Regions from separate parts of the Sus scrofa genome. Here regions 2, 3, 4 and 5 are each linked to region 1. A link is a contact called in public HiChIP or PLAC-seq data. All regions are on one chromosome and are shown on one strand. Each heading gives the region's core, a stretch centred on a gene start, on an enhancer-like site or on the middle of the called end of the contact. The rest is flanking DNA. Distances are from core to core; before and after follow the strand shown.

Region 1 (4,363 bases), core at 743-3,242:
GGAAGGAGGAGAGGGTCAGGATAGAGAAGGGACCATGTCTCACGATGGGGGTTCTACTGGAGGGGAATTGGGGAGACCCCCCCAGCCTCGGGGCTCTGGCAGCCCCTGGCAGGTCCTTGACCTTCCCATCCCCAGATCCTCTGGCTCAGGCCCCCACCCCAAAGCCTGCCTGTCTCTCTGTATTCCCAGCCCTACCCTGAGCCCCCGGGCTTGTACCTGGACCTCTGCCACCCAAGCTGAATCCTCCAGACCTGTCTTCCTCACCACCCAGTCTGAATGTCCTCTCCCTTCTCCTGCCTCCTCTTCCTGCCCAGAGTCTGGGGCTGAGGAAGGGGCAAAGGACAGAGACCAGGGTCCGGGTCAAAGCTTAGTGTGCCGACCTCCCTCCCTCCAGCCCCTGCCTCTGCCCGTACAGATGGTTAGGCATCAGGTGTCGCCTTCTGCTCCGCTGGGCAAGGTCCAGGGGCTGCCTCTCCCTCCTGGTCTCCCTCTCCACCCTGTTCGTGGGGGCTCCGAGGCCAGAGGAAAGCAGCACCCAGAGTGCCAAGAAAGAAGGGCGCAGTCGCCTCCCCATGGCGCCGCTAGGTGGCGCCACGCTAACGAGGATCGGGCTGGACGGGCCGGTCCGCGCAAGGAGGACCTCAGAGCCTGGTGCCCGGTCAACCTCTCCCAGGCGGCTCAACCACCAGATCCCCCTGCCTCGGGTGCTCATGCCCCTGACCCCGGCCCAAGCTCTCCTCCAGGCTCCGGGCTCCAGGCTTTCTCTACTACCTCGGCACTTGACTCCTGGGCTGCTCACTTGGTTCCAGGGGCCTGGCCGGCTTCTCTAAGGCACCTGCTTCTAGGCGGTGGTGCCGAGGCGGATAAATAGGTGAGGGACAAGAAGCTGCGAGTCGGGGTGGCGGCCAGCCCCCACCCCCCGCAGGTCCTTTCTTCTCTCTGAGTTTTTTACCTAGAAAGTGGGATCGATCCCAGCTCACGGAGTAAAAATGAGGTGGGCACGGAGGACTCCTGGCATCGGGCATGGCACGGACTTGGTGCTCCGCAAGGGACAGTGGCTTAGGGATTAAACTTTATGTCTCCTTTGCCCTCTTGATGCCGGGGTCCTCGCGCCTCACCGTGGCTCAGGCTGCAGCTCAGAAGCATCTGATAAACAGCTGCCCACATCCCAAGGAAGAGCGTGGTCCCTCTTTGGCAAAATCAGCCCAATCCCTGCCCCCCTTCAGCTTCCAGAGACATAGAGGAGGCCTTCAGACCCCAACCTCCAGAACCGTGAGGAAAAAAACTCTGTTATTTAAGCCCCGTCGTCTATGGTCCACTTTGTTACACGGGCGCAAGGTGACTAAGACTGGGTAGGGGATGAGACTGTGGCTCAGAGGGGCCCAGGGACCAACACAGTCAAGCAGCAAACCAGAGCAGAGACTAGACACAACCAAAGCAAAATATTAATTTTCTTTTTTTTTTAAAAAAAGGAAGACCAGGGGAGTTCCTGTTGTGGCTCAGAGATAACGAATGAACCCAAACAATATCCATGAGGATTTGGATTCGATCCCTGGCCCCACTCAGTGGGTTAAGGATCCAGCATTGCCATGAGCTGTGGGGTAGGTTGAAGACATGGCTTGGATCCCACGTGGCTGTGGCTGTGGTGGAGGCTGGCAGCTGCAGCTCCAATTTGACCCCTAGCCTGGGAACCTCCATATGCCCGGGGTGCAGCCCTAAAAGGAAAACAAAAAAAGGAAGACCAGGTGTTTCCGTTGTGGCTCAGCCAGTTAAATACCCAACTAGTCTCTGTGATTAAGCGGGTTTGATCCCTGGCCTCACTCAGTGGGTTAAGGATCCTGTGTTGCCCCAAGCTTTGATGTAGGTCTCAGATGAGGCTCAGATCTGGTGTTGTTATGGCTCTAGCGTAGGCCAGCAGCTGCAGCTCCGGTTTGATCTCTGGCCTGGGAACCTCCATGTACCACGCAGCTTTAAAAAAAAGAGGAAGACCGAAAGGATGAAATTACAACATGCATCGTCACTGAAGAGGCGGGGTGAGGCAGAACACGGCGGGGAGAGGGTGGCTCTGGGGGGATGCCTGCACTGAGCCCCAAGCCTCTGTCACCCCCGAACACATCATCCCCCACCTTGTATAACCAAAAAAGCCCTGCCGTCCAGTCACAGGGCTAATGCCCTGAGCACGGAGGGGTAGGCTGGGCTGGTTCAGGCCAAGCCAGCCCCGGTGGTCCCCAGGGATCCCAGAACCAACATCGAAGCCGGAGCAGGATTGCTGGATCATACGGCAACTCTGTCTTTAGGTTTTTGAGGAACCTTCGTACTATTCTCCAGAGCAGCAGCCCCAATTTACATGTCCTGGGCTCTGCTTGGAGTGTCATCAATAGAATGACAGGCCGGGGCGGGTAGGCTCTGAGTAGTGACATGTGGAGGCTACTTACCCACCCCTGGAGAGGGATCGGGTGCCCCCGGCCACGGCGGGAGAATTTACACCACAGAAAGCGGCAGACACCACTTACTCCTTCTTCCTCTCCTTCCTTCTTTCTCTCCATCTCTGCCTCTGCCTCTTTTTAAATACTTTAACAGAGTCACCTCCCGGCCTCAGGGGGACCATCAAACACAAGGGGGACATGGTTTCTGAGGTTCGACAGTGGAGGGGAAGGGGAGGGAGACACAGCAGCAGACCCAAGCCATGGAGCATCTGTTCATTCTGCCCCAAGGAACTGCAGAGCTGATCAATCCGCGAGGTTGGAAGGCAGGGCTCTCCTGAACTCAGGCAGCCCCCAGCATGGAGTTGGCCTAATTTGGACATGGGTTCAGCGAAAGCTGGCCTTTGAACACTTAAAGAAAAAAAAAAAAGGCTTTTCTAAGCTCTAAGCAGGGTCATGACAGAGATGCTCAACCTGCTCAAGGAAAATGCAGAAGTGCCCGGCCAAGGATCCAACCTGCGCCGCAGCAGGGACTGGAGCTGCGGCAGTGCCAATGCCAGATCCTTAACCCACGGCACCACCAGGGAACTCTTCCAACACTTTTAAGGCATGCATTTAAGCGCGGCCAGCTTTGCTCTTTTCCATTTAGCAGTGTTTGCTAAGTGACAGCTGTGGCCAAGCCCTGACGAGTCCACGCACTTTCTGTGCCACAGTGGCCTTGCTGCCCCATCGCGGGATCTGACTGCCCCCAGGTCCACAGCCACGGTAGCTGCCTCCCACCCATCTGACTCGCCCCCACTCGTGGCCACGTGATCCATGTGTGCTGGCTGGTCCGGCCCACACCTCAAGCAAGTGGCTGGCAGGGAGGCCTGCAGGGAGAAAGCCAGTACCTACTCCCCTGGACAAGATCAGTGGCTTTTCATTCTGTTTCAGCCATCAAACGTGCTTTACACGAGAAATCGTAGGCAGAACCCCGGGCTGTAAAACAGATGAGAAGAGAATGGCTCCAGCTGACGTGCATGCTGCCAGCTGCCCCTCTCCCGGGACCTCCTTGGCATCTTCCAGCTTTCATGTCTTTGGTTTCCACTGAGGCCTGATGCTTCCCTCCATCTGGGAACCCAGGTTTACAAGTCACTCCAACCTGGGGATGTTAAAAAAAAAAAAATACAAGGAACAAAATCTGGAGGTTAGAGTTTTCTTGTGGTGTAGTGGGCTAAGGATCTAGCATTGTCACTGCAATGGTTGGGTGGCTGCTGTGGCATGGGTTCAGTCCCTGGCCTGGGGAACTTCCACGGGCTGTGGGCGTGGCCAAAAAAATTCTGGAGGTTACAATAGCAACCCCCAAACACTGGCAGTGCCAATGCCGGATCCTCATCTTCCTGGGGTTCACCTTCATCCACTTTGCCCCTATTGATCTCCAGGAGTCCTCAGGCAGAGGAATCTTCCAGTTTTGCATCTGCTGGCAGCCCTGTCCCCTCTGCTGCTCCAGGTCCCATGGCATCTGATGCTGAGGTTGGCCCCTCACTGCTCCTGTCTGCATTGGGGACAGGCTGTGATGGAGCCATCTCCCAAGACTGCCCGAATGACAATCAGTCACTCAGGGGTTCTTTCATTCAACGTCACCTTTGTGCCAGGCCCTGAGCTGGGTACCAGCGACAGTGAAGTCTAGGTGAGACAAAGCCACTTCCTCCATGGAGCGCCTGTGGATGCCGGAAAGGATGCAGGCACCTCCAGCCTGGAGCCATGTGGGCACTCACGAGGCCAGGAGCGGGGCCTGGGGGGCACATGGGAGGAGCCCGACTCAATCTGGGCAGTCAAGGACCCGTCAGGACTCTGCCGGCCCGGAAACTGTCTGCGGCTCCCGGAGGCACCCTTGCCCTCATTTTCCAGAAGGGCGCCTTGTGGGGCCGAGAGGTGGAGGAAGAGTGGCGCGTTATTGT
Region 2 (4,363 bases), core at 645-3,144, 430 kb after region 1:
TCTTAGGTCCCCCGCCCCCCGTTCCTACCCCCATCTGGTCCACCCACGACCTTCATACCAGCCTAGCCCCGGGAGATCCCTGTGCCCTCCGCCACCCCCCACATTCCTCTCCTTCTCACACTTGGCCTCAGCAAAGGTCTCTGTGGCCCACAGGTTTGCCGATCACCTGCACAAGTTCCACGAGAATGACCACGGGGCAGCAGCCGGTGACTTGTGGCAGTGACGTCCTGGGGCTTCCCCCAGGATGGTAATGGCTGCGTTCCCCTCCCCTGCTTGTTCAGCTGCTTCTAATGACATAGGCTTCCCTTCCCTGTTGAATTCCCCACGTAGACTGCCTTTGCCCTCCACCCAACAGTGCCCCAGGTCCCCTGGGGCCCCCTTAAAAGATGGTCTCAGCCACATCAGGCCCCCTAGGTCCAGAAAACTCCCAAGGCCAAGCCAGGCTGAGCCAAAGGGACCCCTTCAGGCCCATCTCAGGCTGGTGACCCAGCCCCAGTCCCACCTGCAGCCTGACCACGAGTCCTGGTGGCAGAGACATCCCAGCTGTGACACTGAGTTCCCCCTGATTCTGGCAGTAGTTAATCCGGTTGGCGTCCGCAGGCCTCTCTGTGCCAGGCTCTGGGATCCCCTTGGGCTCCCCTAGGATCCATCACCCTCTCCCCAAGATGTGGAAGCCCTTCCTTGCAGGCCAGCAGGCTTTGAGTCCAGCCTTCACCCCAACTCCACCCCACCCCACCCCAAGAAGTGAAGGAGCCCCAGAGGGCAGGATAGTCTCTGTTGCCCCCTCCCAGCCCTTGGAGCCACTCTAATGTTTGCTTTCTTATTAGCAAGTTATTCTGGCTTTTAAGTGAGGAGGAATCTCCAGTGAGTCGCTACACCCCAGGCTCTTCAAACCCAAGGACCGGTTTGAGGGGCCCAGGTGCTTCTCAGCCAAGCAGAGCTGGCTGTGGGCCACCCTAGCATGGCCACCCTGAGGCCACTGGCAGATCTTCCTAAATTAGATTTGCACTTGCTTCAGCTTTGCACATTTTGAATAAACACATTGTTGCAGCCACACTGGTGCCGCAGCTCTGTGACCCCGGGGGTACAGGAAGCAGGTGGGCGGGTTCCTGCAGCAACACCTCCAGGAGCTGCTGGCTGGACCGACCTCACAGCTGCTCTGCTGATGTGGAGCACGGGTCCCCACACGTGGGAGGCCTCTGCCCCACTTCCCGTCACCACGAATTCCCTGAGTCGTCCAGGGCTTTGCGGAAGCCAAACCCGCAGCGTCTGAGTTCTCGTGAGCAAACAACGCAATCGCAAAGAGAATTCCCTTCCTTTTTCATGCTGCGATTGCATGTGTGACAGCAGCTCCTGGGGAATCCCTGCGTTCCTTTTCTGCGTGCCCTGGAGCCACGCACATGCTCCCTTCCCCCGGGGCCCTGCCGGCCAGGCATTGTGGGGGCCCATGCCCATCAAGTCCCCTGAGTGACAGCCTTGCAAGGGGACACCCCTGAGCCACAGGTTCTGGGCCGCCTGGCCTCCAGCCCAACCCCACTGATATGGGTCCCCTCCCACCCAGACTTAGGGCTTCCTCTTGGTCCGTGGTGGTTGGCGTTCTCCCACTGGCCAGGCGCACTCAGCAACCACCCAGCAGTCCACCAGGCCCGAGTCCCCTGTGGTATCCATGTCTGAGTTTTAGCCCTAAATACTCTAGAGTTTGTGCCTCCAGGGCCGCACCCCCCTTTGGGGCCCCACCCCCAGCACCCCTGTCATCTACCCCATCAGAACTTCCTCTAAGGCCCCAGGGCCTGCCCTTGGGGACCCCAGATGGGCCCCTCATCTCTCACCCTCATTCCCGTTGCCATGACAGAGCTATTCTTGGCTAATCACAGCTCCCCTCCTTCCCCGCCCACCCCAGCCACTTCCACTTCTCCCACCAGTTCCTCCTTGAAGGTCAGAGTCCTCCTCGCTTCCTCCTCCCTGGACATCAGGGCCATTGTCTTGCCCTGGACTCCACACCCCACGACCCTCCCTGGCCAATGACCACCCACCACTGGAGCTCAGCCTACTACTTGGAAGCAGGTTAGTCCCCTGGGGGTTCCAGTCTCCATCCCCCCAAGAGGGTGGGGTCCGCAGCCAGGCCACCCAGCGTGGACCCTCCCTCTCTCCCACTGTGCAGGGATCACCCTCCCAAGCCACTCCCACACTCCCACACCCCTCAGCCCCATTTATGGGTCTGGTTCCCAGCCAGATGCCCAGGCTTCTGTGCAGTTCCAATCCATGGCTGGTTTGCACCTAAGCCTCCGTAAATGTTTGCTGGCCAGGTCCTGCCGAGAGGGCGGTCTGTGTGTAGAAGGGAAGGGGCTAAGGAACCAGGGCCTCAGACCAGGCGTGCCTGGCTTCAGCGCCCCGGTGGAGGGAGGCCAGGGCTGGCCGGCAGGAGGTGCGGATTCCTGGCCAATCTCCACCTTCACCTCCCAGCACGCCCCTCTAGGCCCTACCCTTTCCATCCTCAAGACTGGGATAAAAACCATTCTTTGCCTGTCCTGCTTCCTGGGAAGTCAGAGATGTGAACTGGCTTGGGGAAAGGTTAAAGGGCTCTCTACAAAGGTCAGAGGTCATGACGGGGGTGGGGTGGGGGCAAGAGATGGAGACACTCCCGGCTGGCCAGGAGACCACAACAGATCACAGAACAACCTCTCGCGGCAGAGAGTTTAGCGAGGAGCTGATCTAACTGCTGGTGTGATCCCAGGACGTGGGTTGGGGCCAGGAACCGAGAGGGGGGCGGGAGCCTGGCACCCTCTTCCTCTCTCCAGGAGCAAGCAATAGGTCTGACCTCTGAGCGGCCCTTCCACACTTCCGCTCACACCGATACCCTTCTGCTCCTCTTGGGCACCTTCCAGGCCTGCTGGAGCCCCTCCTTCTCTTCTGAGAAGCCTCCTGGAGGCTCTCAGCCCGCCAGGGGTCAGTCCACAAGCACCTGCAAAGGCCAGTAGCAGTCTTTGTTTTTTTAGCCAGACTGGGATTTTGTTTTTTTAGCCAGACTGGGATCTGTCCTAGTCTATGCCGCGAGTTTGAAGGCTGCAGAACCGAGCAGGGATGAGGAAGATAGGGCTGTGTCCGCTCATCAGCCCCAGGTGACCTCTGAAGAGACCTCCTCCTGGGGGGGCGGCGTCAGTGTACCCATCTCTGTGTAGGTAGGGAGGTGGGAACCGCGCACAGGTCTTCCCTGCCCTGTAGTCGGGCTTCGATTTCCGGCCCTGGAAAGCCGGCGGGAGGGGGCGTGGTGCTCGCCCTCGCGATTTATGAGAACCAGACATCGATTTCCCCCGTTGTTGCGACATCTGGGCTTTCTCGAGACTTCCATTGTCCCCACGCCGGAGGGTCCAGGCCCCCCCGGCCCGGGCGCCAGTCCCAAGCGGCGCCCACGCCCCATCCTCTCCACTATTCAGACCACCCACCCGGCCCACTCCCGCCGCGCTCCCGGGGCCAGCACCTCCGGCTCCGGGGGATGCCTCCGGGCCTGGCCTGGGCCTGCTGCGCGAGACTGGGCGGCCGCGAACTCTCGCCCCAAATGGGGCGGCTGCAGGCCAGTTCCTAACCCCTATGGTCCCCAGGGCTCGGCAGCCCAGCAGCCGCCAGGAGGCAGCTAACAGCAGTGGCGGGCGCCGAGCAGGCTCCGCGGAGGGCGGGGTGCGCGGCGGGGGCGGGGGCGGGGGCGGGGCCGGGAAGGCGCTTGGCAGGAGGGGCGGGGCTCGCGGCGGGGGCGGGGCCAGGAAGGCGCGCGCCGCACGGGCGAGGGGTACGAGGAGGAGCGGGCGGGGTGCGCGCCGCTGAGGCCGGGCTCTGAGCGCGCGGCGCTCGGTCGCCGAGAGAGCCGAGCCGGGGCCGCGCCGGGCCAGTGAGAAGCGCACGAGCCTTCGAGGTTGTGGACGACGGAAGGAGGAGCCGCCGCCAACGCCAGCTCCCGCCTGGAGGGAGCCCGAACCCGCCGCGGGCCATGAATCGCCGGGCCCCGGGAGCCCGACCGCGGTCCGGACAGCGCTCCGCCGGCGTCCCGGCCCACTCGGCCGCAGCTGCGCGCCTGTAGGTACGGCCTGCTTGTCCTCAGTTCTCTCGTCCTACCGTCCATCACCCTGGACCCCATCTGTCCCTGAGGGCGTGCGTGTGTGTGCGCACGGCTGCCTGGAGTGCGCGGCCGCACGCGCCCCGGTCCGCGCTTGTTGTCTTTGTGTGCGCTGGTGGGAGGGAGCGCGACAGAAGAGATGCGCCCTGGGCGGGGGTCGGCTCCCGGACCCCCATCCCGAGCCGGGTGGGAGTGGCGGGGGGCGCGGACCGAGCCGCCTCCGGAGCAGCAGCGCCCCCGCCCCTTCCTAGGGCC
Region 3 (4,363 bases), core at 1,212-3,711, 400 kb after region 1:
TTCCAGCTGAGCTTCTCCCTTCCCGACCTCCCCGCCCGCCCCCCAGACCGTCCCCGGACGGCCGTTCAGGAACAGCTCATTGCATCATTCCCGTCATTAAAATTTTTTCATTTCTTCCCATTGATGTCTGGGTAAAGCCCAAGCTTGTAGCCTCCCCTACCCGCCTGTCTCTCCAGCTTTACGTCCAGCAGCTCCTCCTGCACCCCCACCACCCACGTGCGCTCGGACACACACACACACACACAATGTTTTGCCCATGCTGTTTTGTTCGGTATCTTTGTACACGCTGTTCCCACTTTCTGGAGCAGCCTCCTGCCATCCTCTGCCTCCCTGCCTGTTTTTTGCCGGTGAATCCCTCCTTGTCCTTTAAGATTCAGTGTGAACGTCATGTCTCCTGGGACGCCTCCCCTGAGCCCTCCCCAGACCAAGCTGCGTCGCCCCCTCAGCACCCCCTCTGTGGCACCCTGAATTTGCCTCCCTGATCACGTTCTACTGGGGTCACCTCTCTAGCGGACTTCTGTGTCCCCACTGGACTGAGTCTTGCAGGGACAGATGAGACCTCATAGTACAGCAGAGCGGGTCCTTGATGAGTGTGTGCTGGGCTTCAGGTGGTTCTGGTTCGAGAGTCTGGAGTTGCTCTTGGAAGAGCAGGGCGGGACAGCCACAGTCTACACAGATGGCACAGAGCACGAGGGGAGTGTACCGCGTGGCAGGGGGGCTGGGGGCCTGGGCAGCTCTCCCTCGGGGCCTGCATCTCAGTCTGACCTCTCTCCCTCCCCCAGCCTACATGAAGCGGCGGCACAGCTCGGTCAGCGACAGCCAGCCCTGCGAGCCCCCCTCCGCTGGCATCGACTACAGCCAGGGCGCCAGCCCCCAGCCCCAGCACCAGCTGAAGAAACCCCGAGTCGTGCTGGCCCCTGAAGAGAAAGAAGCTCTGAAACGAGCCTATCAGCAAAAGCCATACCCGTCACCAAAAACCATCGAAGAACTCGCCACCCAGCTCAACTTGAAAACCAGCACCGTCATCAACTGGTTCCACAATTACAGGTACGGCTCTGCGCTCAGCGCAGCAAAATCCCAGCTCCCGGGGCGCGTGCCCGCAGCCCAGGGGAAAGGCCGACGCGCCCTGTAGAGCCTGGCTGCCCACCGCTTACAGGGCGACCGGCCAGGCACTTGGCCTGGGCATGCTGGGGACGGAGGACGTGGCGGTGGGTCAGGTAGTTGGCTTTTTACATGTTATCGGATGTAGACGTGCAGAGTCACGCAGTTAGAGTTGGCGCACATCTGCTGTGAGCACACAGAAAAGCGCCTCTCCACGATGCCATCGTGGTTCCATAGCTGGTGACCATGGATGTCGGCGTGATTTCTTTTTTTTTTTTTTTCTTTTTTTTTTTTTTGGGTGCTTTTCAGGATCTTTTACAGTATTGTTTTCCAAGTAGTCCGATTAGTCTCATACTTAAAGTAGTGCAGGCCCCTTTCTTTGGGGAAAGGTGTGAGTTAATGAAGCGTTGCTGAGCATCACCTTGGACTCTACAGCTCCGTGGTTTGTTTGTTTATTTATTTGTTTATTTTGCCTTTTCTAGGCCCGCACCTGCGGCATATGGAGGCTCCCAGGCGAGGGGTCGAATCGGAGCTGTAGCCCCCAGCCTACGCCACAGCCTCAGCAACGCAGGATCCAAGCCGCATCTGCCACCTACACCTCAGCTCACGGCAACACCGGATCCTTAACCCACTGAGCGAGGCTGGGGATCGAACCCGCCACCTCATGGTTCCTAGTCAGATTGGTTTCCGCTGCCCCACAATGGGAACTCTGTACAGCTCCGTGTTTTAACCGGACCCCCACAACCATCTAAGAGAGGCAGTTTTACCTGCATTTTACAGATGAAAAACATAAAGCCCAGAGGGGTTAAATAACTTACCATAAGCAGGGAAGGGCCTGGTGCTCTCATAGAACAAAGGACTGGGGTAAAATCTTTGGCTTGAATTGTGGAAAATGAATGAATTGCTGCTCGCCTGAGGGCCGAAGGGGGATCTGGAAACACGAGTGGCCCCAGCAGGGCCAGGGAAAATGGCTTTGGAGATGTTTTGTGTAACTGGCTGCACCTACACCCAGACACGCAGCAATCTGCAGCGTCCTGCGCCCCCGCCCAGAGTTACGATCCTTGCATTAAAATGGCCACGACTTGCAGAAGACTTGAAAGCGCACATTCAAATCACCTCTGTGTCTAGAAAGTGCCATCAAGATTGCAGAGCACCTGGCAAAGGAGCGGCTCTGGCGGACCTCTGCCCAAACTCCCCTCCACTCCCCCTGGCCACACTCGATCCTGCTCTTGAAGCCTCCTTCTGTGTAGAAGGAGCTCCATCATTGTAACTGCTGGCCTCGCGTTGCCTCTGTTCTTATCCGATGGGCTGATTCAGGATGAATAAGCTGGTTGTGCTCAGCTCATGTACTTCCTTTGTCTTCTCGGGAGCCCGCCCACGCGTGGGGAGGCCGGCCTCGGGCCAGTGCTGCCATGAGGGATAAAGCTGCCTGGGGCTGAGGCTCAGGCAGCAGGTCTCTGGCTCTCCCATGAAGCCAGATCAGCTAACGTCACCTTCATCAGCAAGGAACGTTTTCTTTTGCACCCCGTCTAATATTTAAGAATTTTCCACACAGCGGAAACGAATCCGACTAGGGACCGTAAGGTTGAGGGTTCGATCCCTGGTCTGGATCAGCGGGTTAAGGATCTGGCGTTGCCGTGAGCTGTGGAATAGGTCGCAGACGCGGCTTGAATCTGGTATGGCTGTGGCTATGGCATAAGCCAGCAGCCGTAGCTCCAATTTGACCCCTAGCCTGGGAAGGTCCTTATGTCTCGAGAGTGGCCCTAAGACACACACACAAAAAAAAACTTCCAGTGTGTTCAGAACCTGGGAGTTTATTGGGCCCCATCAGACGTTCCAGGGGAAGCTGGCAGATGGGGCAGTGCCCAGTGTGAGATGAAGCTCCTCCCTCAGCCCCTGTCTATGATCGTCTGTTGCTGCCACTTGTTTCAGCTGAGGAACCATGAGGGCTCCACCCACGCTGGCCTTACATGTATGCTTGTCACCCTGGCATAACCAGACGCAACTACGCCAGTCCTGTGGGGCCCCAGAGAAAATGATGTTCCCATGGGCCGTGATTGAGACAGCCACCTACACGGCATTCAACAGGCAGGAATTTCCATGGGGCCACTGGGTCTCCTTGGGTTCCGGCAGTGGGGAGTCCTGGTTATCGCGGTGATCTGTCACATGGTGGTCGGCTGGTCATCGTGGAGGTGGCTCACTCGAGCATTTAAGCAAATTCATCTCTAAAGAGGGAAGGGGGAGGAGTTCCCACTGTGGCACAGCAGGATCAGTGGCACCTCTGCAGTTCTGGGACTCGGGTTCCATCCCTGGCCTGGTACAGTGGGTTGAAGGATCTGATGTTGCCTCAGCTGTGGCTCAGATCAATCTGATCCCTGGCCCGGGAACTCTGTGTGCCACAGGGCAGCCAAAAAAGCAACAAAGAGAAGAGGGAGGCAGGAGAAACAGCAGTAGAACCTCAAATCTTAGTCAGGAGCTCAGCCCCAGACCTAGAGTAGACAGATGCTCAGCAAATGCTTTCTGTCAAACACAGCTCCACAAGAGAGCAGGCTGGCAAGTCAGGTGGGAGAGCCCAGGGCAGCTTAGTTTCACCTGCACAGATCTGGCTGCATATCCCAGAAGAGGCTGAGATGCACGGGGTCTGGAAAGAAGAACTGCACTGGAGGAGAATTTTATAAGCCAACAGAGAGGGATAAGAAGCGGCACCAGGAGTTTCAGTCGTGGCTCAGTGGTTAATGAACTCGACTAGTATCCATGAGGTCACAGGTTCGATTCCTGGCCTCGCTCAGTGGGTTAAGGATCCGGTGTTGCCATGAGCTGTGGTGTAGGTAGAAGACGCGGCTCAGATCTGGCATTGCTGTGGCTGTGGCATAGGTCGGCAGCCATAGCTCCGATCCAACCCCTATGCCGTGGGCGCAGCCCTAGAAAAGACAATAAGACAAAAGGACAAAAAAAAAACCCCAAACCAAAAAACCCGGAAGTCCCTTGCCTAAGGTCACCCCGAGGAAAGTGCAGAGCAGAGACTGCAGCTGAGCAGTGCTCTTCCCTGAAATGCTTAGTCCAGCCCAGCTCAGCTGGTACCTCCCCCAGAGCTTGACACAAGGCACCCGCTATACACTCATGGAATGTGTTTCATTCCTAAGCAAAAAGGCAGTTTCTTAGGTTCCTTCTGCAGGAGTTAAACAAAAGTTGATTTTATATTTTACTATATTTCTAGAACCCACAGGGTGTAATGCTTGGGGTCGATTTTTGCCCCACTCAA
Region 4 (4,363 bases), core at 770-3,269, 380 kb after region 1:
CAAAATGAAAAGAAAGACGATCATATAGTGGCAAGATTGTGGGCGGTAGTTTTCCTTGTTTGAAATTTCTTTACTACCAGTGTTTTCCTTTCAAGAGGGTTTCTAAAAATTAAAGTAGCTGTGCCTTTCAGTATGTGGAATTTAGATTTGAGAATTAGAGTTCTCTTATAATGATGAGTGTCGGTTAAGTCGTTGGGATGAGTGACTCTGGAAGACTCCAGAATCTTCTTGGGCAGCTTAAAAAATCAGCGTCTCTGAGGAAGCGTTCAGCACTGCTCCCCCAAAGGCAGGTTCGCACACCTCTGGCCTGGAATTTCTCCAGGATTCTGATTCCCTGCTCTCTCCGTGGTGACCAAGAGGCCCCCAGACCCAAAAGGATGTTCTGTCCTTGGCGCCAGGAGGCCTCTGCCGAGGGCAGCTCAGCACGGTGGAGCCAGATGGCTGCAGGGAGGTAATTCTAACCCTGGGCTGGTCTGTCGCTGAGCATTGATGGGGAGCCCTCGGCGTTTGAGATTTCAGGCTACCGAACCGACCTGGCCATGGGTTTCGCCTCCCAGGTGGAAGGGCCATGGGAGACCCGCCCTCCGGCCACAGCCCAGGTCTGAGCAGAGATGGCGCGGCTCCCATGCCTGGCTCTGCCCGTAGTTACCATGGCGATGAGGTGCCCTGGGAGTGGAGGGCCTCGCTCATCTAAACAGCAAACTGCTGACACGGGAATGTTTTCCTCACTGAGGATTCCTGTCGGCCTCTCTCTGCCCAGCTCTGCTGCCCTCGCCATCTCCGTTTTCCCTAAGATCGGTATCTCAGACTTGCCCATGGGTTTTACGGTAAAGGAGAGAGAGAGGCTGCAGGGTCTAGTGCGTCTTCGTTTTTTTTCCTCCCGGAGGATGTCACCGTTTCTAAATGCTCCTTTGATGATCCCAGCATTGGGGTGAATGGGCTTGGACATGGGGGGACATCCGTGCTGTTTTCAGCAAGTGACCCATGCTGATTTTGGAAGCTATTGATGCCTCGATGAAGAGTAAGGAGAACAGAGGGGGAGTGATTTTAAAAAAAGAAAGAGAGAGAGAGAGAGAAAGAAAGAGAAAGAAAGAAAGAGAAGAGAGAGAAAAAGAAAAAGCAAAAACGGTTTGCAAAGGACAGGACTTCAGAGCAGTTACCTGCTCCTCTGTTCCCTGTAGTCCGGTTTCCCACCAGCAGTTCTGAGCTGGCGTCTCGGGCTGCCTTTGCCCTAATGCAGCAGGCCTGTCTGAAGGCGGAGGCGCAGGGGTGCTTTGGGCTCGGTTTTCGGGGTCTCCCTTTCGTCTGTCTCCCATCCCAGCTCTTATCCATTAGTGGCCCCACACTGCTGACTGTAGCAACACGCCAGGCGCAGGGGGCGCGCTCTCAGAAGAAGGGAGGGGCCCCATCAGCCTGGTTTTCTTCGAGTGTGGCCCCCAGTGTTTGCTTATCGGTTAGCAGGGCTGTTGTGGGATTTTGTTGTCGTTTGGTTGGTTGGTTGGTTTTTGGTTTTGGTTTTGGTTTTTTGGCCGCACCTGTGGTACGTGGAGTCTTCCAGGGCAGGAATTGAACTCAAGCCATAGCTGGATCCTCTACCCGCAAAGCCACCAGGGAATTCCGACAGGGTTTTTTAAAAGGAAGAAAACCATGAGATGGAATGAAGGGGTGTGTGTCTGTGGGTAGGTAGGTACATAGATATGATCTGAGATTGGATTTTTTTTTTTCCTTTTCATTCCTTAAAGCTCATTTCTTATTCATGGCTCCTTGGTGTGATTAATCTATTTGCCCCAAGGGAAAGGAGACAGGAGACGACTCTCAAAGGGGGAGAAGGAAAGAGGAAGGAACAAATTTTCCTGGATGCGACTTAGTCATTGCATTAGGGAGAACGCAGAGAGGAGTCACCCGCCACCCACACCCACCGACTCAGCCTTGTGACTTTGTGCTGGGGGAGTGTTTCGTTGCAGTAGCTAACAAGCTTCCCTGCCAGCTGTACTAAGGGAGAGGCTGGCCTGGCCTCTTCGGATTAATTATAAAGTACCCAGCTTTTTCCCAGCGTGTCAGGCAGGAACTGTGGCTTCCAAGTCTCCGCCCATGGAGAATTCCATGGCTCCACGTCGCTGTTCTCACACAGCAGAGCACCAGTTGCCTCTCGAGAAGGCGGCAGCTGTTAGTCCATCTCTAACGTGGGTGGTCCCGTGTGACCCTCCCTGACACGGGGACCACAGGGTAACAGGCTGTATGTGGCCGTACGCAGCCCCCTCCCCGCCCCCAGTAGGGACAGGCCAGCTTTCCTTCTTGACCTGCGTAATGGCTCCGCTTGGTACCCACGGACCGACCCGGAGGACGTGTTTACCGTTTCAGCGCTTTGAACTCAGCAATAGGACCCTGATGCAGCTTCCTTGAATAAGCAGTCAGTTCCTCAATTCTAATGACTAAGTCAGGGAGGGGCAGTGGGATAACACATTAAGAGGAAAAGGAAAGGGCTTAGCTGTACCCCCAGAAGATTCCATGGCGCCGTCTCAAGCAGGCAAGACGCTTCATTCATTGCCCTAGACTCGGTCTGATCTGCTTTGTTTTGTTTTTCTTTCTTTCTTCTTTTTTCTTTTTCCCCCGCTTCTCTTTCATGGAAATAAATCAGGAAAGTAACTGTTGATGCTCTCTAAAAAGAATTATCCTTGGGAGTACCCTGGTGGCCTAGCAGGTTGAAGATCCGACCTTGTCACTGCTGTGTCTTGGGCTGCTGCTGTGGCACAGGTTTGATCCCCCCTGGTGGAGCCATAAAAAAATATATATATATATTCTTACCCTCATTTATTTTGAATAGCTGAAAAGATTCATATATACATAACTGATTTATACATGGCCATAGACAACAGCAGAAACAAAAGAGAATTCTGGATGTGTCCTCCCTAAGCAGGGGCCACTGCTCTTTTTTCCTGGGGCTGAGCTTCCTGCACCCACTCACTGACTATGAAGTTGGCCGCAAGAGGAACCAAGTGCCCATTCATTTCTCTTTCTTGAGTGGACCCTGCATGAGGGCATTTTACTTTCATCCAGATAAAGGAATCCTCTGTTCTAAGATCAGAAAAGACAGGTTTCTGGGATCAGGCACAACCCACCTTACTGTCGTCTGTCACGTGGTACGTATGTGCTCAGGCCCATGGCGGGGGGTGGGGTGGGGCGTAGTGCTGAGGGCGCCCCAAGGGGGAAGCTGGGCCTTGAAGGGCAAAGGGGTCGGGGAGAAGGACATTCCCGGGGGAAAGCTCTGTGTGGGCAGAGGTTCATTGATGGGTGAGGACATGGTATGTGTGTGGAAGCTTTGGGAAATAGTGAAAATATTAGAAGCCCCTAGTTCAGAGGTCTTTTTTTTTTTATTACTACTATTTTTTATTTGATAGGCCGCACCCGCGGCATATGGAGGTTCCCAGGCAAGGGGTCCAATCAGAGATGTAGCTGCCAACCTGTGCCGCAGCCACAGCAACACCAGGTCTGAGCCACATCTGGGACCTACACCATAGCTCATGACAGTGCCGGATCCTTAACTCACTGAGCGAGGCCAGGGACCGAACCCTCCTCTTCATGGATACGCATTGGGTTCTTAACTTGCTGAGCCACAGTGGAAACTCCATTTTTTTTTTTTTATAAAGCAAAAGTCCCTAATTTATTTTTTTAAAAGCCTTTTATTCTTTTGAAATACTAGAGGCAAAGTGGATTACAGAAGAATTTTGTCCTTTATGTAGGTTACACTATTGCTGCCTTGAGGCGGATACAATAAGAAAAATAATGGACAGCAGGACAGAAGGGGGCTCCTTGTTCCTTTGGGGTGCCCTGCGTGCGTGGCAGCACCGGGCCCAGGATGCTCGGCCTGCCCTGTCTCACCCCCAAAGCCTCCTTCCTGCGGGGGGCGGCTCTTTCCTGAGAGGAGAGGCTTCCAGGGTGCAGAGAGGCGGCTGGGGCTTCACAGACAGCCCCCACTGGGCTGCACGCTGGCAGAGGAGGGTGTGCTTCTCGCACGCTCCCTTGAGGGGTGACTTGTTGGCGTCACCTCCCTGTATCCCCCTACATGCCTTCATGCTTTTCCAGCTCTCCCAGCCATTCCGAGCATTTGTGGGATTCCTGGTAGGGACCGGCCACGTGAGCCAGCAACAGCCTCCCTGCAACATGAGCCCCGGAAGGCAGAGGAGTGCGGAGGCCCTGTGACATGGGGGTGGGACGATCCGAGCCCAGCCTAGCCTGCCCCTCCCCTAGAGCGCCCTGCACCTGCAGGCCCTGCACAGGCATCCCTGAGGCGGCAGCGAGGCAGCTGCTCCTCGTTCTGTCTCAACGCAGCAAATGTCGTCATCTCCATCCCTGGGAAAGGCTG
Region 5 (4,363 bases), core at 1,265-3,764, 320 kb after region 1:
TGGGTCACCTAATTTTTCTGTATGAATCTTACCATGTTGCTCGGTTTTATGTAAGTCAGCTTGGGAGATAAACACGTTTATGTCTCTTTAACACAGCCGCCAATTAGAAATGCCATCATTCGCTCTCTTTGCCACTAGCATTTTGTAATTTGATTTTCCGCAGATGGAAGTGATACCGGGCTCTTTTCACTCCCACGTGGTTGATGGTTACATCCTTGTCGCACATGAGGAAGTCTTTCCTTTCATCTTCTAGGTCTGTATTACTGGTCCGGAGACCTTTATGTCGGGGGCTTTGCCCAAAAAGACATGGGGCTTTGCCGAATTCATGGGTTGTCTCCGCCCCTTTGCTCAAGTCAATCCCTCGGATCTGGTGAGCCTGTGACCACGTTACCTGCAAGTAGGAATTTGGGCTTGTTTTGTGACGGCTGGGCCATCTGAGCTTCGTCTTTCATTGCTGTTCTTAAAAGGCACCTCTCTCTTATGTCCCTGTGGCGAGCAGTGGGGACTCTTGGTGCGAGGGTCCCTCTGAGGCCCAGCGCTCGTGTACTTCCCCCATTTAAGTTCAGCTGTGACCTGGGTTTCAGGCTCTGTGTCACTGGAACCCTAACCTGTGTCGTATTCACCAAGCAGTGTCGTGTGTTTCTGAGCAGGATATCACTTCTGTGTATTGCTTTTCTTTCCATTTTTATACTACGCATTTTATAGATTTTTCTGGCCTCGTGATTTAAGACAAGTCGAAGCTTGTTGTTTTATGATTTACTGTGCCTCTCAGTACGACTTCTTTCTCTGTAATGTTATTTTGCTACATATAATATTGGCCAGTGTGGCTTCAAAACCTTACCGTAGCCTTTAAAGGAAAATCTAGTCCGTCTTTGCCTTTTTACGTGAAGGTGTGTTTCTGCTACATTTTGTTAGGTTTGGTTTTTTTGGGTTTGGGGTTTTTTTTTCAAATAGGTGTTTTCTTTTTATAGGTGAATTTGGCCTAGTTACATTTACCAATGTAACTCTTAACTCACATTTTTCTTTACGGTTGATACTCTTTTTTTTTTTTTTTTTATAATTTAGAATATCCCTGTCATAAGCTTTCTAATCTATTTAAGGAAGATGAACCACAAAGCTTAACTGACTCTCTGAATGTCCTTAGCCTTCCAGGCCAGCCCTGCTCCAGGTCCCGTCTTACTTCTGAAATTCAGTGTCAGGTGCAAAACCATGGAGCCCTCCTGAAACTTTGAAGAGCCATGTGCTTATTTTCGATTCTCTCACCCTGCTCTGCCGCTGTTCTGTTGCATGTCAAGCACAGCAGCGACATGTGACACAGTTATGCCTCCCGACATCCACCTCTGCCGCGAAACCCATCCTTTCTGAAATACGCTAACCTGTACGTTCCTCCTGGTGAACCCCTTAACGTTATTTGGGTTTTCCAAGGACCACCTCTGCCTTCCTTCACAAAGCAGCTGCCATTTAGCAAGATTATCAGTGAGTGAGAAGAAACCTTTATTCCCTGGCATACATACGGTAAATATTTTTCACACACTCGAGGCTTACTGGATAGATCCCAAGGTACAAACAAAGACAAATCTGTCCTTATCGTCAAATTGTTTAATTTTTCCTAAACTCAGAAATTTACTGCCTGCATCTCCCGGGCCCTCCCGTAAGGGTTAAACCCCTTACCCCGTCATTAGGAAAGTGACTGGATCCAATTTCCCGTCCAGAATCACAGCCACGCTGTCCATCAGGGGTCACAAGCGTAGCCGAGCTGTAAGGCAGTTATTTGCCGAATGTGTCTTCCTGACAGAGGGCCCCCGGGGTTCCATCAGCTGAAGTTTCCCAACCAACCATGAACGTATGAAGAAGGTTTGGCTGGTCCACTAAGAATCCCTTCCAAAATGAAGTCTCTAATGAAACCAGGAAGGCGGTTTGTTTAACTTCAAATTTGCATCACACCTCCCTCCCCAAAGTATTCCAGGCGGTTTTACTACAAGACACAGAATCAATGAGCCTCTTAGAGTGAAACCTGGGAGTTCGAGCAGAGCCTCGTGGGGAAGGTACTTTCGTAAGGCTTGGATTGGGATTTAAAAGCTCAGTGAGCGGCTCAGTAACCTGATGTGACGGCGGCATTCCCTGCCTAGGATTTTCAGAGTTCCTTATTAACGGTGACGCCCCGATGGACTGTTTGCTTGGCAACGAGGGAAAACTTTCTGTGGCAATTAACCTTTCTATTTTTTCCCTACCTCTAAGTATTGTGAACTTCCTTTGTGGTATTTTAGTGATCAGACAGGATGGAGGGTGTTCTTAAAGATTCATGGCCAAATCCGATGATGTCAGGACGAAGGGAAGGGACCGTCTTCGTGGGGCCAGCAAGTCTGGCCCCGTCTGAATTGTTTGTCTAACACTTCACCAGTAGAGGAGGAACCACTGAATTATTCATTTGCACGTTGCCCTAAAAAAGGCACTTAGGCTGCCGAAATGCAGACTCTCGGTGCCAGTGAGAGGAAGAGGAAGGATGCTGGCTTTCCTCGGAATGCGCTGCCGCCTTTGGCAGCCTGGGTCTCTAGTTTCACTTCCCAGCCCTGCGGGTAAAGGAAACAAGCCCCAGCTGCCTGAAGTGCAGGGCAGTTGCAAGGTGGGGGCTGTGGACAGATGCTGGGAGGGCCCCTGAAGCCACAGGTGAGCCAAGCATTGCAGTGACTGCGGAAGGACCAGGTGCAGGGGCGGTGGGGGGGAGTTCTGGCAGCAGCTTGTAGGACCAGCAGGAGCTGTGTAGCCAGGGAGGCCCCAGGGTGTGGGTGTGATCAGAGGAGAACAGCCCCGAGCCTCTTCTTGGGCCCAGGAAGTTGTCTGGGCCTTGGGCCTGGCGGAGGGAGGGGAAGGGAGCTGCGAGTAATAACTGGAACGCAACTGGAGGGCTTTTTTTATCCTTCGTTTCTAGCTTCTCTGCCACCAAACCTTTTCTAAACAGTTCCTACCAAGTAGTACTCAGGGCAGGAAGCGGGTAATTAGAATTCCTCACGTTCGGGAATCAGAGCAGGATTCTTACTTACCCTAGTCGGATGCTCCCTGTGGCCCCGACTCCCCCTGGCCTCAGGGCCCCCCTCCTCGCCCGCCCGGGAATCCGAGCAGGGCGGCCTTCTCCCGCCGCCTGCGGTTCCCGCTGGTGCCTGCGGGAGCGGTGAGGACAGCAGGTGCAGGCCCGGAAGCGGACGCACCTGCCGGCTGTAGGCAGGGCGTTTCCAGGTTAAGTCAACAGGGAGAAGGAACCATCTGAGAGGCGGTTCTGAAAGAGTGAAAGCTGTACGTGGACAAGCAGCGCTCCAGCCGCCGGAAAGGCCTCCTGACACGTTTCACCCTAAGGACGTGAAGGGGAGCCTGACAAATGTTTATACACGGCAGCCCTCCCAAGACGTTTCTCAGCGATCGGAAAGTACGGATGCAGCAGCCTGGGTCCACAGCCCTGCTGGCCGTGTGTGTCCTCTGCCCAAGATCCCGAAACCTCCGCCAGTTCCCGGGGGACAGGCACCCAGTGAACAGAGGGAGGCGGCCTCTGTTCCCTCCAGGGCCCATGCAGAGACACTCCCGAGAGCCGCTTTGGTGGTGGGATGAAGGGTGGGGCTCAGGTGTCCTCTCCAGAAGCCACTTCTTCTGTATCTAAGAATATTTATGTATGATTTTTCAATCACGTTCTTTCCGGGCGCTTTTTTTCCCTCCTCTTTGCTGAGTGAGTAAACAGATTCTGAGAGGTTAACTGACATGACAAAAATTAGCAGAGAACTGAGTCTCCGACGGACAGAGCTAGACTGCCCGCTCCTAATCTGTGTTCTTGCCCAGGGGCCCCCTGCAGCCTCCTCCCATGCATGGGCCTCCTTGTCACCGCTTTTCTGTGCGAGCCGTGGCGTGGCGGTTGTCATGCGTGCTGCCTTGAGGGTTGACAAGCGGTGACGGAGGGTCACAAAACGATTGAGGTGGTCTGTGCTTTTTATCACCCTATACTTCTTAAAAATTTTTTAGCCCAGCCAGGCCGTGCCTGGCCCGCCTGGCCCGCCTGGCCCCGTCCCCAGCCCCATTTTATTCTGAGGCATCTAGAACCCTTTCTTTTCATCTCTAAATGGTTTAGCATGTAAAGCCTCACATTAAGGACTCTCTTTTTTTTTTTGCTTTGCTTTTCAGGGCTGCACCCATGGCAGTGGAGGTTCCCAGGCTAGGGGTCCAGTTGGAGCTACGGCCGCCGGCCTACACCACAGCCACAGCAACACAGGATCTGAGCCACGCCTGCGGCCTACACCACAGCTCACAGCCACGCCAGCTCCTTAACCCAGTGAGCGAGGCCAGGGATTGAACCCGCAACCTCATGGTTCCTAGTTGGATG

Evidence for each region. HiChIP or PLAC-seq counts read pairs in DNA pulled down with a chosen protein or histone mark.
Region 2: an H3K27ac HiChIP or PLAC-seq map of alveolar macrophages shows a contact between it and region 1. The contact joins the promoter of SH2B2 here to the enhancer-like site in region 1. A contact is called at or near these places in 1 of 5 promoter capture datasets (liver), 17 of 47 Hi-C or Micro-C datasets (alveolar macrophages, blood, brain and 8 more) and 1 of 2 datasets of contacts at active chromatin or transcription factors (alveolar macrophages).
Region 3: an H3K27ac HiChIP or PLAC-seq map of alveolar macrophages shows a contact between it and region 1. The contact joins two enhancer-like sites. A contact is called at or near these places in 2 of 47 Hi-C or Micro-C datasets (embryonic fibroblasts and skeletal muscle) and 2 of 2 datasets of contacts at active chromatin or transcription factors (alveolar macrophages and skeletal muscle).
Region 4: an H3K27ac HiChIP or PLAC-seq map of alveolar macrophages shows a contact between it and region 1. The contact joins two enhancer-like sites. A contact is called at or near these places in 1 of 47 Hi-C or Micro-C datasets (embryonic fibroblasts) and 1 of 2 datasets of contacts at active chromatin or transcription factors (alveolar macrophages).
Region 5: an H3K27ac HiChIP or PLAC-seq map of alveolar macrophages shows a contact between it and region 1. The contact joins two enhancer-like sites. A contact is called at or near these places in 3 of 47 Hi-C or Micro-C datasets (embryonic fibroblasts, heart right ventricle and skeletal muscle) and 2 of 2 datasets of contacts at active chromatin or transcription factors (alveolar macrophages and skeletal muscle).

The regions. Positions count from the first base shown.
Region 1 is chr3:9,234,274-9,238,636 of Sscrofa11.1, forward strand. No RefSeq gene overlaps it. Among named protein-coding and RNA genes, the nearest start is that of MYL10, 38 kb to the left of the region's middle. Within about 2 kb of position 1,993, at least 3 of the 83 cell types and tissues checked have an H3K27ac peak or open chromatin away from gene starts, as enhancers often do. A contact at or near this core is called in alveolar macrophages, where this site is marked.
Region 2 is chr3:9,668,944-9,673,306 of Sscrofa11.1, forward strand. It overlaps SH2B2 (SH2B adapter protein 2), which reads left to right and starts at 1,895. Exons shown (of 9, transcript XM_021086271.1): 1 at 1,895-2,064. The coding sequence starts at 2,022. It overlaps CUX1 (protein CASP), which reads left to right. Exons shown (of 23, transcript XM_021086269.1): 23 at 154-1,056. The coding sequence ends at 223.
Region 3 is chr3:9,636,465-9,640,827 of Sscrofa11.1, forward strand. The region is part of intron 14 of CUX1 (protein CASP); the gene reads left to right. Among named protein-coding and RNA genes, the nearest start is that of SH2B2, 32 kb to the right of the region's middle. Within about 2 kb of position 2,462, at least 7 of the 83 cell types and tissues checked have an H3K27ac peak or open chromatin away from gene starts, as enhancers often do. A contact at or near this core is called in alveolar macrophages, where this site is marked.
Region 4 is chr3:9,610,167-9,614,529 of Sscrofa11.1, forward strand. All of the region lies in intron 14 of CUX1 (protein CASP), which reads left to right. Among named protein-coding and RNA genes, the nearest start is that of SH2B2, 58 kb to the right of the region's middle. Within about 2 kb of position 2,020, at least 10 of the 83 cell types and tissues checked have an H3K27ac peak or open chromatin away from gene starts, as enhancers often do. A contact at or near this core is called in alveolar macrophages, where this site is marked.
Region 5 is chr3:9,557,202-9,561,564 of Sscrofa11.1, forward strand. All of the region lies in intron 8 of CUX1 (protein CASP), which reads left to right. LOC110259890 (a long non-coding RNA gene) reads right to left here. Exons shown (of 2, transcript XR_002342308.1): 2 at 1,017-4,363. Among named protein-coding and RNA genes, the nearest start is that of SH2B2, 110 kb to the right of the region's middle. Within about 2 kb of position 2,515, at least 16 of the 83 cell types and tissues checked have an H3K27ac peak or open chromatin away from gene starts, as enhancers often do. A contact at or near this core is called in alveolar macrophages, where this site is marked.